Regions from separate parts of the Arachis hypogaea genome. Here region 1 is linked to region 2. The links are chromatin contacts, called in public Hi-C maps. All regions are on one chromosome and are shown on one strand. The core of a region is the stretch at or near the end of the contact, and the rest is flanking DNA. Distances in the headings are between cores, read along the strand shown. Region 1 has its middle 7.8 kb from the start of LOC112767606. Region 2 has its middle 26 kb from the start of LOC112766678.

What was found. Hi-C and Micro-C count contacts between places; a contact is called where the count stands out from the background.
Region 1: a Hi-C map of an unstated tissue shows a contact between it and region 2, with 2.5 times the contacts expected there. The contact joins two enhancer-like sites. A contact is called at or near these places in 3 of 8 Hi-C or Micro-C datasets (leaf and an unstated tissue).

Annotation. Positions count from the first base shown.
Region 1 is chr17:26,119,585-26,122,284 of arahy.Tifrunner.gnm2.J5K5, forward strand. No RefSeq gene overlaps it. Among protein-coding and RNA genes, the nearest start is that of LOC112767606, 7.8 kb to the left of the region's middle. Within about 2 kb of position 1,252, at least 2 of the 3 cell types and tissues checked have open chromatin away from gene starts, as enhancers often do.
Region 2 is chr17:26,081,085-26,083,784 of arahy.Tifrunner.gnm2.J5K5, forward strand. No RefSeq gene overlaps it. Among protein-coding and RNA genes, the nearest start is that of LOC112766678, 26 kb to the left of the region's middle. Within about 2 kb of position 1,412, at least 2 of the 3 cell types and tissues checked have open chromatin away from gene starts, as enhancers often do.

The DNA of each region.
Region 1 (2,700 bases), core at 2-2,501, 38 kb after region 2:
CAAAAAACTGTTGCTTTAGACCAAAGGTAACGGCCGTATAGCCAATTCCAAAAAGTGTTGCATTTTATCAAAAAGTGTTGCCTTTAATCAAAGGCATCGCTTTTTCTTATTATAGGCAATGTTTTTAAAGGGTTGCCTCAATTCGAATTTATTGTAGTGTGATAAATAATAATTAATTGAGTAATATTAGAAAGGTAATAATTTAAAATTATTTTTATTTAATTTAATATGTATAATTTTATTATTTTATGTATATAATGTTTGAGGTTAAATTCTAGGAAGCCAAAGATGGTCATAATTTGTTTTTTTGGTTTTTGTTTGTATTTATTAATTACTGACTATTAAAATAAATATATAATATTAAATATAATAAGTGTATAATTATAAATATTACATATATAAAATTATAAGTATTAAGTTAAATAAAATAATTTTAAAATATTGTTTTTCTAACTAGAATTACTCTTAATTTTAAAGTAAAATGATCATCTTGACATATATTTTCATCTTTTAGTTTTAAAAAGATGATATATATAGTAAGGGACAAATTAATACTGGAATAAATTGAATACAACTCATTTAAATAAGATAATTTTTGCATTTTATTATGGTGGTTTTCTTTCGATCTTAAAATTTAATTACTTGTAAAGAAAGAATTTGTACAATATAATATAAGATAATTTTTTTTTGTAAAATTGTTGCTTTATATTTATTTGATTCTTTGTGGTACAGAAATTTGTAGAAGAGAATAATATACAAAGTAAAGTCCTCCAATTCATCCCTGCCAAAAGTATGTATAAATTTAAAGAATCTCAACTTGTGATCATAGTTATTAAGGGGTAGTGGAGGGGATATATTAGTTTATTACTGATATGAAATAACCATGATACTTTTATTGGGCGGGGTTGTAAATTAAAAGTACCTAAGTTAAATCATGAGAATGAAAAAGAGAACAAATTCCAATTGGCCAAATGCGTAACAACTAAGTATATATGCTCAAGTCAAAATCAATTAATGACTTTTGAAGACTTTATCTTTTTATTGTTCGAAAAGAAAAATAATGAGATGCCACATCTATATTCAAGTATGATTGATTTTTTATTATCTAACGGTGAAAAACACAAATTTTTCAGACGATAATTGGACAATGAGCTAACACACAAAATTTTCCGGGTATTAACGTCATCAATATTGTTTTTAAATAGAATAATACCGTAGTGTATGTAATGATATATATTATTCGTGCACCTAAGTGACCTAACTAAATCCTACTCCTGATTTGTTCTTGTCTTTCACGCCATGTTTTCTCTTTTCTCTTCTTCTCCTATAAAAATTTAAATAATTAATATTCCGCATGCATTTTGTATTTTTGTGTCACTTCATCGTAACTTTATGGGAAAGAGAAAACATTGGTCCACGTGGCACTCATGCAACTCCCAATATAATAATACGAGGAATGCTAGGAGCAGTAACTTTTGTGATTTGTAACGATTAAATAATCATTAATGATGATTTTAATAGTGTAAAGTTGGTGTGAAATTTCATCTAATGTCTCACTTTTTTTTGTTAATTACATGCTGGCCATAATTTAATAAAGTTACTGACTCTTAAACTTTTCTTAACAATATTGCCATTATGTTAAATTAATGGAAGAATTTTAAGTGTACAGGTATTACAATAGTTTAAATGGATATGAAAAAGAAAAAGTATATTTTCTAGTGTAGTAAGTATATTGATATTTTAATAATTTTAATAGTTAATTTTAATTATAAAAAATATATATAATTATTACAACATCGATATTTTGAATATATTTAAAAAATTTTATAATATATATTAATTAAAATTAACGATTAAAATTATTGAAATATTAATATTTTAAATACACTTAAATTTTTTTTTAAATTATATTAGTGAGTTAACTATTAATTTAGTATTTAAAAAATTCAGTTATTGACAATAAAATTTCTGAAAGATGATATTAATAAAATTGCTCTTTAAATAATTTAAAAATATAATAAAAATAACTAATAATTATTATATTTTTTGTAAGAGACAATTTTTTTTTTGTATTTAGCAAACGATTTTTCTATTTAATATAAATTTAAGTGGTAATATTTGAATAAATATTTAGAAAGTACACAAAAAATTTGGAACAAAATTTGATCTTTAATTTTTTTTGTTTTTTTTTTAAAAAATGATAATTCAGAATAAAATTCTTTTAAAAAAATTTACTTGACATAAAATTACCAAATTTTAAAGATAAAAATATCTTATTTTTTAATAATAATTACAAAAATTTACATCAAAATCTAATATCTAAAGTCTTTTTTTAGAATATATATTTAATATCTAATTTTTTTGTTGCGTTTTTAAATCTTTCGAGAGTTTATTTATCGTTAACATTTTTTAGAATTTTTTTATTAATAATGTAAACTTTGAGGTATCGTTTTAATAGTTTACTTTATAATAGCTAATGATAAATTATGTTAGCTTTGTGAAAAAAATCTCAAAATATGTTAAAAAAAGTGTGTCAGCAAATTTATTATTTATTATTATTATTTTTAATTATCAATTTAATATTTTTATTTTTTAGTCTAATAATTTGATAATATATTTTTAATTTATATTTTTAAATATTATTCATTAACTATTGACTAAAAATAATAAATTTTATTAGTTTTATAATATTTTTTTGTC
Region 2 (2,700 bases), core at 162-2,661:
CTTATACCATATTAGATTTTGTAATTAAGTTCCTACCATGATAAAAATGTTAAAATTAACAGAATATTCTATTAAACTATATAAAATATTCAGTCAAGTATTTATTATTTAGCATACTCGTTTTGTTTAACGGAATATTCTGTTATTTTCAATATTTTTATTACAGTAGAAAATTAATTATAAAATCTAATATGGTATAGAAATTTAATAAAAATAAATAAATAAATAAAAGTCAATTTAAAAATTTAATAAAACTATAAAGACAGTTAAAATAATTAAACCTAACATATATTACTATTCTAACTACTTTTTTCTTTTCTAATTTTCTCTTCGTTCAAACAAATAACGTAACTCACGAAACATTCAACTTACGCATTGGTCCTCTTCTTCCTTTCTTTCCCTCTTCTCTCCTCTCCTCACTCAATCTCTACTTCTTTATTTTCTCTTTGTTTTCTTCCATCCAAACAAAGCATATGAATGTACTCTAAAATGATCATATATTTCTCAAACTTTATATTTATAAGAGTAAAAATGTCATGAATTAATTATTTAAATTTAATCCAAACTCAATACTTCAATAAATTCATATAAAATATATAAAAGAATTTATTTCATATATAAAAAAATGCACATATATAATTAAGCTGATCACAATGATTAATTTCCTCTTTAATTTTTGGAGCGTTCTGAAACAATTATATATATACTTTTTCATACTATTAGAAAGGATTATAGATCAAGCTTTTTCTTTTTCGTTTTTGCTTTTTACCTTTTTTTATTTTCGCCAAATAAAAAATGATTATATTTATATAAAAAGGAATATATAATCTCAATATAAAAAGGATTATCATTTTGGATAATATCATATTAGGAAGCACTGAAGATGTTCCTTCAGTAACGTTGAAGTTGATGTGAACAGTGAACACATTATCATACTTTTATTATATTATTAATTGATTAAATGAAGACACAAGGGTCCCATTATATCAACATGTGGGATAATGCATGGACTCCATAAGATAAAATTAGCATGGAGATAAGTTCAAAATAATGTACGAAGGTGAGAATTGTAAAAATTATTAAAAAATTATTCATATGCCTGAATCTAATTTAATAGTTCTTGGCAGAGTTCCTCATATTGTGTTCCATTTTATATTTTATATTTTTCCTTTGAAAACATTTTAAGGGTTGATGTTATCTGTGGGTAGCAAGCGATGGTTTAAGAGGTGATTTAATTTCAGGTGATTTTGCTTTCATGCAAAAGGGGTTATACTTGTTTTCTAAACCAGGATTGGGGATGGTGGTTTGAAATAATGATAACTTTCTATGCTTTAATCTTTTTCTTTTTTTTGTTTTAGCTAATTCTGATGCGGATTTGACTTGTTTGTTGGATGTTATTGCTTTAATAATATAATGTTGGTGGGCTATCATGTAGTCTGACTAGATTGTATTGAGGTGATGCCTTATATTGATGGATGTGTTATGACACTACAATTTTTTTTTTTTTTCTAAAATAACCCCTTATTTAAAGTAATATTTAATAAAAATTGATTTACATGGACAAAGACAATATTTTTGACAAATTGTCTTTGAGTAGGATAAAGATAACAAAAATTTTGGTCATTCATAAAAATAATTATTTTTTTATATCTAAAATTACATTTATAAAATATTACAATATAAAAATTTTAAGACAATATTTTTAAATAAAAATACAATATTTTATAAGAGTTATAAAAAATTTGAACAAATAACATTTATAAAAAATTGTTTAAAATTATTCATAGTTAGAAATTTTAAAGAAAAATTTTTAATTATATTTTTTCCCTCAACTTATAAAAAAATGGATTTATTTTATTATTGATACAAAAATTGTTGTCGGTCTAGATTTTCTTCTTAAAGAAAGGAATCACTTCGTTGTAAGCATAGCTCCAAACCAACAAACAACTCTCACATCAAATTAAAATATGGTTTTGTCACATGTACAAACCCCAATAAAAAATAACCGAAGTATTTAAACTCCGGGTCGTCTCACAAGGAATTACAATGAAGTGTTTAATTATTGGCTATGAAGATACAAGGGGTTTGATTTGATATTTTGGCAAGAAAATAAATGGCAAGAGAAGTGAATGAACAATTAACTAAATAAAAGAAAGGAAAAATACTCTTGGCTAGACATAGGTAATATGAGATCACCATCCTTGTCTACAAACTAAATATTGATAATTATGAGAGGCCAACCTATTAAGTCTACCCCTAAAAGTCTTAAGTACGTAATATCTACTCCTAAGCTTGAGGTACGTCAAATAGGTTTGATCACATCAACCCATAAGTTCCAACCTATCTACTAATTAGATTAGTAGTGGGTTAATGTCAATTAATATCAAATTGATCACCAAGGGTTCTCAAATCACCAAATCATTGAGACCCAATGACTTAAGGTCACTCAATTCCCTTAGCCTAAGCCAAGAGCAAAAGAAACTACTCAAAAACTAGTGTAAACATTTTATCAAATACCTAGAGTGTAATAAAAGTAAACATCATAAAATGTAAGAATTAAAGGAAACCCATAACTACCACAAGCAAGAAATCAACAATAGCAATTAAGATGAACATAAAAAGGACATAAAAACATAAAATTTGCATTAGAAGAAATTAAGATCCAACAATTGTTCATAACACAAAAGAGAGCAAAACAAG